2 separate regions of the Cricetulus griseus genome follow, and region 2 is linked to region 1. A link is a contact called in public Hi-C data. All regions are on one chromosome and are shown on one strand. The core of a region is the stretch at or near the end of the contact, and the rest is flanking DNA. Distances in the headings are between cores, read along the strand shown.

What was found. Hi-C and Micro-C count contacts between places; a contact is called where the count stands out from the background.
Region 2: a Hi-C map of fibroblasts shows a contact between it and region 1, with 2.0 times the contacts expected there. The contact joins the promoter of Zfx here to the enhancer-like site in region 1. A contact is called at or near these places in 2 of 8 Hi-C or Micro-C datasets (the CHO-K1 cell line and fibroblasts).

What each region holds. Positions count from the first base shown.
Region 1 is chrX:75,792,153-75,798,406 of CriGri-PICRH-1.0, forward strand. No RefSeq gene overlaps it. Among named protein-coding and RNA genes, the nearest start is that of Eif2s3, 29 kb to the left of the region's middle. Within about 2 kb of position 2,734, at least 6 of the 6 cell types and tissues checked have open chromatin away from gene starts, as enhancers often do. A contact at or near this core is called in the CHO-K1 cell line and fibroblasts, where this site is marked.
Region 2 is chrX:75,848,682-75,854,427 of CriGri-PICRH-1.0, forward strand. Zfx (zinc finger X-chromosomal protein) reads left to right here and starts at 1,625. Exons shown (of 7, transcript XM_027431919.2): 1 at 1,625-1,945.

The sequences.
Region 1 (6,254 bases), core at 1,484-3,983:
ATTGTTCTCCAACACTTAGCAAATGAGGTATATATACTGGTAATCGGAAAGACAAAACATTACTTATAAAGTATAGGTTATCCAATCAGAAAACGTGATGAAATTAGAGATAAAAATGTAAAATTACTCCTTATCTAGCTAGCATACACAATAAAAATGCAATAGATAAAAATATTCAGGCATACATTTAACTGGAATAAGATATATATGCGTGGATAAATCTAGCATTTTGCTAGAAATCCAAAAGATATGAACAATTAGAAAATACACTATTCTTGGTTGAGATAATTCTATTATAGAGATGTCAATGTCTCCAAATTTTTCCTTCCATTCCATGTGATCTCAATCAAAATTTCAGTAAAATTTGAAAAAATTATAATTTATTTTGTATGTGTGAGTGAGCATGTCCATACATGCATGTCATTGTGCAGGCATGCACGGATTCCATGACACATATGGAGGACAACTTGAAGGAGCCAGTTCTCTGCTTCCTCCATCTGGTCCTGCGCATTGAACTCAGGCCATAGGGCTAGTCACGAGGCACCTTTATCTGCTAAGCTATTTCACTCACCAGCCCTTAACTATCAGTAAGACTTAAAGAACTTGTCTGAGGCTGGAGTGATGGCTCAGGAGTTAAAAGTAGTAACCCTCTTTCAGAGGACTGGAGTCTTCAGGTAGCTCATAACCACTAGTAACTCCAGCTCCAGGGGGATGCAATGCCTCTAGCTTCTGTAGGCACCATCACTCATAAGCGCGGGCGCGCGCACGCGCGCGCGCGCACACACGCACACACACACACACACACACACACACACACACACACACAATTACAATTTAAAAACGAGTGGAGGGATGACTATCTATCTATCTATCTATCTATCTATCTATCTATCTATCTATCTATCTATCTATCTGCAGGTCCTCTCTGCATACTCCTGGCTGTCCTGGAACTCACTATGGCAGACCAGGTTGGCCTTAATCTCACAGAAATCTGCCTGCCTCTACCTCCTGAATGCTGACATTAAAGGCATGTGCCACCACTCCTAGCTATTTATTTGCTTACTTTTTTTTTCTGAGACATGATCTCACTATGTAGTCTTGGTTGTCCTGGAGCTCAGTATATAGACCGGGCAGACTTGAATTCACAGAGATCCTCTTGCCTCAGCCTTCCACGCCCAACTCATATTTGTATTTATAGTACACAATTATATATTTTTTAAATATTTCCTTTTTTAGGGGCTGGAGAGATGGCTCAGCAGTTAAGAGTACTGGCTGTTCTTGCAGAAGACCTGGGTTCGATTCTCAGTACCCACGTGGCAACTCAACAGTTTGTAACTCTAGTTCCAGAAGATTCAAGCCCTTTCTCAGCCTCAGCAGGCACCAGGCACACACGTGGTGCACTGTACACTCATGCATGCAGACAGAATAGGCAATAAAACAATAGCACAGTCTTTTCTCCTTCTTTCTTTCTGAGACAGGGTTTAACTGTGGCTTTGGAAGCTGTCCTAGAACTTGGCTGGTCTCGAACTCACAGAGATCCGCCTGCCTCTGCCTCCCAAGTGCTGGAACTAAAGGCGTGCGCCACCACAGCCCGGCTAACAATAGTACAGTTTTAAGATTTTTTTATTTTTTAAAAATTATATGTATGTGTATGTGTGTGTTTTCTGGGTATGCACGTGTGTGCGAGTATCTGCAGAAGCCAGAGGCATCGGATCCCTTTGAAACTGTTAAAATCAAGTGTGAGCCGCCTGATGCCGGTCCTCTGCAATTGCAATTAAGTACTTGTAACCACTGAGCCATCTCTCCAGCCCCAGCATATATTAAGAACATCTAAAAACATATTTGTTTATTCAATTATTAAAATTACATTTATTTTATTTATAGTGTGCAGGGGGGGGGATATTGTCACAGCCCATGTGTAGGTCCGAGAACTTCCATCTTATGAATCCCTGGATCAAACTCGGCTGTCAGGCTTGGCAGCAGGCACCTTTACTAGCTGACTCATCTCACCAGACCTAAAAGCATAATATTTATGTATGCTATTGCTGCAGAGACAGATCAGTCATTTCAGCAGACTACAACTACATGTAAAATTATAGTACTGCATTATATAGGCAGCATATGCTGTCAATGAGGCTTTCCTGTTTTGAACAGAAAAAAATACATATAAAACACACACACACACACACACACACAAACCCCCAGGCCTAATACATGGGAGTACTAGGCCCTGGAACATACAATTTTGATAGACAATTCTGCTATAAAAATGCCTAGTTGTTTGGGAATTAAATTTTTTTCTCATCGTTGTATTCAGGGCGGGGTATGCGGGTGGACCGCGGCAATGCCCGCGGCGCGAGCCTGCTTAATCGAGACGCGGAAGAAGGCGCCAGCGTCAAGACCTCCGCTGAGTTCACTTCCGGTGTACGCCCTCCGCCCCTCCCCTTTCCCCCCGCCGCGTCGCCACCGTGGGAGTATAGGTGGAGACCAGCCCCTCCCGAGCCGGCTGCCGCTTCCCGAAGCGCCGCCAAGCCTGCGTGGTGCGCTACGCCCGGGTGATTGAGCAGGGAAAGATATTTGACTCTTTCCGGCCCGAAACAAGCCCTTGAAGCGTGTGCTAGGCAAACAGGAAGTGATGAGGCTGGGAAAGGGGGTGGGTCCAGACCAGCCAGTCATTCAGAGAGCGGAGCTGACGCATTTCTCTGTACTTTGCCTGCCGAGCCATTAGGCAACTGCCTCGCTCCTCCGCACCCCACGCTTTTCTTCCACGTGGAACGTTTAAAACGAACTAGGAGTGGCCTCCTTTAGCTCCCCGCTCGTACATCCGCCATGTAGGCTTCCAGTACCTCCTGACGCGTGCGCATGAATGCATGCGCCGCCTTTCCTGATGTGCACTCCAGCCTTGTGCAAACATCCGCTCCGCTGAGCGTGTTCCATCATGCAGCTTTGCTTGGGACGCCTCCATGTCTGCTTCTCTTGCTTGTATGCGCTCACCTAAACTATATGCCATAAACCTTAAGTCACAGGTTTTCTTTTTTCTATTTGGAGATGGTTGTTTTTTCCAGGTTTTTAAATCTAGGTTTCCAATTAAGTATATCGTCAACAGCACATGAGATAGGTTAATTTTAGAATAGAAATTGGGGTTGGGGTTTGCAAGAACGCTTATTGTATTTCGTTTTAGGGTGAAATTTTTAATTACGTATTAAAACATTCTAGGAAAGTCATAGTAGATTTGAGATGCAGTGAAGGGCTGAATTAATATCCAAAGCAATAGAGGCTTGTCGGTTAAATTAAAAGCCCGAACTCAAGTAGGAAGGAGAGTCTTTGCTTCTATCAGAATTCCCCACTTCCTCTCCTGAAACCCTCATTTTGTTTATTCATTTTTCTTTTTTGGTGCAGGTACTCACTCACTCTTTATCCCATGCTGGTTGGGAAATCTCTATGAAGCTGACAGTAATCTTCCTTTCCTGACTTAGCTTCCCAAGTACTGGAATTGTAGGTGTGAGCCACCGCAGCCTGCTAACCCTCTTGCCTTTTAAAGCACATCATTTTTACTGTGACGATGGACACTAGCGCTATCTGTCTCTGGGCCACCAAGGACCTCTGAAGCCTTCTTGGTGACCTGGCTTAATCTGGTGTTTTGTTTTGTTTTGCATCCTGTGGTTTTCTAATGGATTTTCAGAACTTTTGCAACCTCTTAGCTATTCAAGCTCCATTTCTTAAATTTTAAGAACTTAAACTGAGGGCTGGTAAGATGGCTCAACAGTTAAAAGTGCTTGCCAGGTAAGCCTGATAACCTAGGTTCTATCCTGGGAATCCATAGAGAAAGGAGAAAACAGATTTCCCAAAGTTGTCCTCTGCTCTCCACATGTTCTCACTCTCTCTCTCTCTCTCTCTCTCTCTCTCTCTCTCTCTCTCCCTCTCTCTCTCTCTCTCTCACACACACACACACACTAATAAATTTTCAAATAATAAAAAGGAAGTTTTGCCAGGTGGTGGTAGTGCAGGCCTTTAATCCCAGCAAATGGGAAACAGAGACAGGCTGCTCTTTGTGAGTTCAAGACCAGCCTGGTCTACATAACAAGTTCCAGGACAGACAAGGCTACATGCATAGAGAAACCCTGTGTCCAAAAATAAAAAACCAATAACAACAAAAACCAAGAAAGAAAATTTTTATTTATTTATTTTTTTTGTTTTTTTCAAGACTGGGTTTCTCTGTAGCTTTGGACCCTGTCCTGGAACTTAAAAAACAAAACAAAGAAAAAATTAAATTCTAAGTGGTGTTTGTAGTCATAACTAACTCAATGAAAACCATTGAGTGTTCTCTAAGCACTGGGGGGGGGGCAGGCAGAGGCAGGCAGATCTCTGTGAGTTCAAGGCCAGCCTGGCCTACAGAGCAAGTTCCAGGACAGGTTCCAAAGCTACACAGAGAAACCCTGTCTCAAAAAATCAAATAACAGTTAACTTTGAGACAAAACATAAGCAATTCTTTTAATAATCGGAGTTCAGGCATAATAAGAAACCCAAGAGCCTTAAGAAAAAAGTTGAGCCGGGTGGTAGTGGTGCATGCCTTTAGTCCCAGCACTAGGGAGGCAGAGGCAGGCAGATTTCTGTGAGTTCAAGACCAGCCTGGTCTACAAGAGCTAGTTCCAGGACAGCCTCCAAAGCCACAGAGAAACCCTGTCTGGAAAAACCAAAAAGAAAAAAGTTGGGAGCTAATATATATAAGTGCAAAATTTTCGTAGCAGTGATGGTGTACGCCTTTAATCCCAGCACACTGAAGAGTGAGTGTGAGGCCAGCCTGATCTATAGAGTGAGTTCCAGGACAGCCAGGGATACACAGAAAAACCCTGTCTCAAAAATCAAAATTAAAATAGTACAAAAATTATGGCTGAAGATATCACAGATTCAAATGATGACAGGTTGAGGGCAGAAGAGAGAATGAAGCTCAATTATAGAGAACTTGCCTGTCGTGAAGCTTGGGTTCCATCCATTGCACCAGAAGAAACAGGCAAACAAAAACCAAAAACATAGATTTGGTGAAAATTTCTAACAAGAGAAGGATGGATATACATAAATACAAGGAAAAATGGGATGAGACAAACATTTCCTTGCTTTAGTGCTTGTCTTTGGGGTTGCTATTGCTGTGATGACACACCATGACCAAAAGCAAGGTGTGGAGCAAAGGGTTTATTTGGCTTATACTTCCACATCACTGTTCATCATTGAAGGAAGTCAGAATAGGAACTGAAACAAGCCGGGAACTTGGAGGCAGGAGCTGATGCAGAGGCCATGGAAGAGTGCTGTTTACTGGCTTGCTTCCCCTGGCTTGCTCAGCCTGCTTTCTTTTTTATTTTTTTAAAGATTTATTTATTTATTATGTATACAATGTTCTGCCTACATACAGGCCTGCAGGTCAGAGAGGACGTCAGATCTTATTACAGAGAATTGTGAGCCACCATGTGGTTGCTGGGAATTGAACTCAGGACCTCTGGAAGAGCAAGGAATGCTCTTATCTTCTGAGCCATCTCTCCAGCCCCTCAGCCTGCTTTCTTATAGAACCCAGGACCACCAGCCCAGGAGTGGCATCACCCACAATGGGCTGGGTCCTCCCATATCAGTCACTAATTAAGAAAACACTTTACACCTGGTGGTGGTGGTGCACACCTTTAATCGAAGCACTCAGGAAGCAGAGGCAAATGGATCTTTGTGAGTTCGAGGCCATCCTGGTCTACAAAGGTGAGTTCCAGGACAGCTGGGGCTGTTATACAGAGAAACCTTGTCTCAAAAAGAAAAAAGGAAAGAAAGAAAAGAAAATGCAGGCTTGCCTACAGCCCCATCTCGTGGAGGCTCTTTAACCCCCGAGCCACCTCTCCAGCTCATCGAGGCATTTTCTTACTTGAGGTTCTTTCCTCTCAGATGACCATAGCTTGTCAAATTGACAAATGAATCTAACCAACACAGTGCTCTAGACTGGCAGGAGTTAGGCCCTTGCGAATACTCTTCTGAAGACTGAATACTGAATGTAGTGGCGTGATGTGAGCAGAGTTAGTGGCAAGAGGTGGTGTCCATCGAGCAAATGCGCTATGTGATCATAATAGAGTTTTCTCTGTGCCCTGGGCTGCACAACAGAAAGAATTGTGGAACCACCAGTAACTGTTAGAAGACAGATTCTCTTCATATCAGACAATTTTTTTATGCTTAGATCACTGTTTAGGAAAACATTGGATGAATACTTGTTTTTACTTATTGAA
Region 2 (5,746 bases), core at 375-2,874, 55 kb after region 1:
TGAAGTAATCTTGCTTAGTTTTATTTTATGCGGATACAGCTTGTATCATTGCCTGAAGGAACTATCTATCTACAAATGATGAAGATAGTGTAATTTATATTTGAAAGAAAATTTGTTTGGTGGCAGGAAGCTAACCCCCCCAGAAGAAAGTTACTATCTGGTTATTAGATAGACTTACTAGATTCCAGTAGATCCTTAGGGGGAAAATGATAAAAGAGTTCATAATGTATGCCATTCTTGCCCAGGGTCCATGCTAATTTGTTCCAATCTTAGTGTAGATTCTACCTAAGAGAGTCCCCCACCAATAGCCTTGTCTGGCCAAAATTGTCTTGCATTTCACACCAGTATGCTATTTGCTTTATCATTTTTGTGTGCTTATATGAAAATGTCTTAACTAGGGTAAAAGCTATCAACAATGTCATTGCCAGTATGTCAAACTGGGTGTAGTGGGGGCACTGGGGAAGCTGAGGCAAATTCACTGTCAGCCTGGACTATATACCCATTCTTACCTCTCCCAGTACTCCATAAAAAAGTTATAGCATGTTAGATTCTACATTAATGTACATTATGTATAAAATACACCATTTAATGTGTTCCTGGTAATGTTAAAGTATCGTTTTGGTCTCTTATTCAGTATAGGACTGTAACATAGACTGGTGTGGTGGGACATGCCTTTAATCCTAGTGCTCAGGAGGCAGAGGCTGGCGAAGCTGAGTTCGAGGCCAGCTTCGTCTATAGAGTGAGTTCCAGGACAGTCAGGGCTACACAGAGAAAGCCTGTCTTGAAGGGGAAAAAAGAAAAAGAAAGAAAGGTAACGTAGTAAGCTGGACTGAGGAAAAGACAAAATTCTGATTTTTTTAAGTTCATATTTTGTTGACTCACATTTTCCCTTCTCTATCTTCTTAAACTTTAAGAGACTTGTTTAAGAATTTTATTTTAAAAAATCTTGTTTTCTAGATATTTATGGAAGAATGTATAACATGATTACTGATACATACATAAAAGTTAAAATTTACACACGCCAAACAATGTTAATACACGTGTCTAGAAAGTATACCACTAAAAAAATTCCTGTTCACTGCAGTGTGATAGTCTTTAAAATGTACCCCTACCAGACCTATTTGACCTGACAGCTTATTTATGTAAAAATTTTTAAAGGGTTCGGTAGTTGTTCTAGAGACCCCCCCCCACACACACACCATTCAAATTGGCAAGCCCATTTTCATTTTGTTTGAAAGTTGTTTTTTTAAAAGGAAGACAGGAGACGGCGGGGGTTGCTAAATTTATCTTCTTCCCCAGGCACCGGGGATGAAAAAAAAACACACACATTTACGGCGGGAGGGGGTCTGAGGGCCTGCAAACCACTGGAGCCACCGCCTCAGGCCAGGACCCTCGCAGAGAGGCGGTAGGTCTCCCTGGAGGCCCCCAGGGGGTGGTTGCGGCCCACAAACATGGTGGGGGGCGGCCCGGGCCTCCCGCCTCTCGACGGGGTCGGCGGACCACGGCCTCGTGCGGACTTTACAGCCGAGGCGGCGGTGGCAGCGGTGTGTGTGTGGCGGCGGTGGCGGGCGGGAGCGCGGAGGTGGAAAGAAGGGGGGCGCTGTCACGGAAACTCGGGCCGCCGGAGACCCCGCCGCAGCGAGGCCACTGGGCTCCCCGGTTGCGGGGCGTGAACGGCGCCAACCCGGGGCGTCAGGAGGACCCACCGGGCGGAGGAGGGGGCCCATCTATCCTTCCGCATTTTCCTGGGTCTCTCTCCCCGGCGGTGACGTGACGTGCTGACGGCGGGCCCGTGCCGGGGAGCTGGGCCGCTTTTTGTCAGCTCCGAGCTCGGCCCCTCCTCCCTCCCTCCGCCCGCCCCACCAGCCGGAGCCCGGCCCAGTGCTCCAGAGAAAGGCCGGCCTGCAGCACCCGCCACCGTCGCCGACCGCCGCACGCCCGTCCGGTAAGTCTGGGGTGCCGCTGCGGCCGTGGGGCCTGGTGCGCGCGCGGCGGCCTGGTCCCGGCCTGGTCGGCGGCCCGTAAGGCGCCCTCCCGCGCTAGGCCGGGCGGCGTGGCGCGCGACGCCGTGCAGGCCCCGAGGAGGCCGCAGTTAGGCCTGGGGTGGCGCCCGGGCGTTCAGAACGACGGTTAAGGCGCTCTCTGTAAACGGGCGGGGGCCGGGGCAGTGTTGCCCGGAGGTTGGGGAGGCGGTTGAGGGGTCTTGGGTGGACGACGCAGCCGACCCGGGGCACCGTGAGGGGGCGAGGCCTGGCGAGGAGGCTAAGGCTGCAGGCATGAGGTGAAGGCCGCAGGCCGGCCCGGCCGATTTTCGCTATGTAAATATGGGCGAGGGGGGGGAAAGAGGGACGGGGGACAAGATGGCGGCCGATCGGCGCCTGCTGCAGGGGACGACTGAGGGGGTTGCCGGGAGGGGGAGCCGCCATCTTGAAGGCGGCGTCTGAGGAGAAAATTCCGCTACAGCCCGTGAGGGGGGGTGTGAGAGCGGGCAGCGGCCGCGGCGGCGCTGGCGACAGGCACCGGAGCCCGGGCGCGGCGTCGAGTGTGCGCGGAGGGGCGTGTTCGCTCCCCATGGCGGCCATTGCCCTCGCCGCCATGATGAGCACTTGGATTCCAGGCGCTTGGCGGCAGCGCCACCTTCCTGCCCAGCCTCCCACAGCCCCGTGACTCGCTGCTGTTTCCGCTGCATTTCAGCCTAGCAGCCGCAGGCGGCCATCGCGGCCGTCCTGGCGCCAGAGCCACCTCATCTGTATTGCCCCGGGGCTTCGAGCCTTTCCCAGGCGCTTGCTGCCTCTTCAGGGTGATCCGCACCGGTGGCAGTGGTAGAACCGGAGACATTTTATTATCTTTTTTCCTCAGAGAAAGTAAGACATGGCCGTTAGGGTGACCCTGATGCGGTTGTTTTCCGCCAATCGTTGCTTTCACGAGTCTGTGAATAAAGACAGAAAAATGATGGGAAAGTTCTCACCACTCTTTTGACCAATAGGGGAAAAAGGCATCCTACGAAAGCGGAAGACTAACTATCGGAGGGAAGTTTTTTTTGTATTTCTTTCTGTCGAAACCAGTTTCTTGGGAGGCTGCATTTAAATTTTGGTATATACTTTTTTTTAAATTGAGGAAAACAAAAGGGAAGGGAAGTTATTTTCGTAACGAACAACGAAATGTGATGTATTATTACCTAGCGTACATTGGTCTGCTGTGGTAGATTATTTCTGAAGTTTGAAAGTGGAATTCTACCCCGTGAAAGTTGTCTTGATTGCACCGCGCACAACTTCACTGGTGAACTCGGAGTCCCGTGTTAGCGGTGCTTGGTACTAGGTGCTAAGAAAGATGAAGGAGGTTCTTGTACGTGCTGGCTGCAGGTTTGTTCCGAGGCAGATGAGCGAAGGCTGAAATGCACCAAGTGCTGCGAAGGCTCCGTCCGAGCGCTGTGGGTTTCAGAGAAGGCATGGTTTCCATTTGAAGCATCAGGAAAGGGTTCCTGAAATAGTTGGTATTTTGAGGTTACAGACCGGGGCGTTTTTAGGTGGTGGCCGGGACAGGCAAAGGGCATTTCAAGGGTGAAGTTTGTTCAGAGAACTGCAAGTATTTACTGTTTGGCTGAGATGTGGACAGCATAGGTAGGAAGTGAGGAATCAAGGCTTGGAAAGGTGGTTTGCTTTGTGACAGGCGAAAGGGTTTTCTGTTTGTGGGGGACGCAGCAGGGGAGCCTTCAGACTGGCAAGCTGAACACACCCGGATCTCTGCTCGATAGCTATCACATCGGCTAGGATAAGTTTGAGAGAAGTAGGTTGTAGGTTGGCCAGTGTTTTCATCGAGATGACGATTACAAAGAGTGGTCAGAGCCAGATTTTATTACCTTTTTAAAAAGAATTTCATTACATTTTGAATGATCTGTTTTCATTAGACAGCTGCTCCCTTTTTCTGTACTCGCTGTAAATAACGTTTTGCTCAGGGTTAATATTTCTGTGGTAAATAGAGAAGGGTTTGCTATAATTTAATTCACCATCGTTGAAAATTAAGACTGGTGAAACTTGAAGATGAGAAATGAACCTACAAGTGTTTCCATGGTAATTTTTTAGGAAGTCAGTTTTGGAAAGTAGTTTGGAAGGATGATTATTAAAAAAAAAACAACAAAGCAGTGGCCTTCTGATGCCCTTTGCAATTTGTTTTTCTCCTTGGTGAGAATAACCACCGTTTTGTTTGAGAGGCTAACTAAGGTTATTTGCTAATCCAAGCCTTCCTTCATTTTATTTTTCTCTTTGATTAATATTTGACTTATCTAGATGCACATGTGGGAAATGTGTTTTAGAATTTTATAATACAAACCTGTGAGTTATGTAGTTATTCATTGTTAATGTTTATACTTTTGTAGGCAGCAACAGGTTGGAAATAGTGCTCCCAGAGAGCATGGAGGGACTGGGAGAGTTTTTCATAGAGGCCATACCAAACTTTAAGACGTTCTCTTAAGCCTGGCATGCCATTTGCCCCAGCACTGGGAGGCAGAGGCAGGTGGAGATTTGTGAGCTAGAGGCCAGCCTGGTCTACATAGTGAGCTCCAGGACAGCCCGAGATACATAGTGAGACCCTGTCTCAAAAATTTTTTTGAAAAAATTTTTCCTAAAAAATGCTTTTAAGATGCAGTTCTTGGGTGTGTGTGTGGGGGGGGGGGGTAAGAACAGTCACAATGCATAATATATAGTGTGAAATTACTAAGTTTAATTAGTACAGTTAAGCAGTTCTTTATAAAAATCTAGATAGTGTGTGTTCAAGATTGAGATGAAATTAGATTTAAATTGTAAAAGTAGGAAGATTGGTCGGTATATAGTTTCTATCAGGAATGGTTACATACAAAATTCTTTTTACCTTAAAGGGCAGACCCTGCTAGTCTGGAGAACTGACTGGTGGAACACGATTGCTAGTTTTTTTTTTTTTTTTTAATTTATATGTACTTCGCAGATAGATGCCTATTTCCTTTCTTTTTTCTTTCCTTCTTTTTTTTGATTTCCTTTTTTAAAAAATGTGCTCGTGTGTGCTTTCAAAGACATTTTCCCCTCTATTGCTTGCTGTAAATGTTTAGTCTCCATCATTTAGACTTACACTGTCACTGATAATGTATTGTTTATGCTTGTGCACAGGGACAATTCATTTTTTAAAACTTAAAAAGCCTTTAACAGGCTCCTGAAATCCTTCATCCTCATGAAAGATCTAATTTTTGTTTGTTTTGAAACCCAGTGTCATTAAGTAGCCTGGCTATCCTCAATCTCTTAAATCTCCTGCCTCAGCCTCCCGAGAGCTGGGATTCAGACATGTGTATTGCCATAAGTGGCTTAGATTATTTCTTTTTTTTTTTTTAAACCTAACTGAAAAGCCTAACCCAGTTATCTGGTTGACAGTAGCTCTGTTTGTGATTTTTTTTCTCTGTTGTAGGCTTTTCTCTTTGCCTTTTGTCTCTATAAGGATTGCCCCACCTCTGTCCAGCCTTGCTGCCTGCATGCACCTTGGCCTGCCTTCTTGGGATGGAGCTCTCTTGATTCAGTGTCTTTTTGGTTTATTTTATCCTGTTTGTTTGTTTGTTTGTTTGTTTGAGACAGAGTCTCTCTATGTAGCCCTGGCTGTCCTGGAACTTAGTATGATAGACCAGGGTGGCCTCAATCACAGAGACCCACCTGCCTCTCCCTCCCAGTTCAGGAATTAGCCTTGCCTGATTCAGTCTCCTTCAACTTAGCTGGTGCCTTTCCCTGTC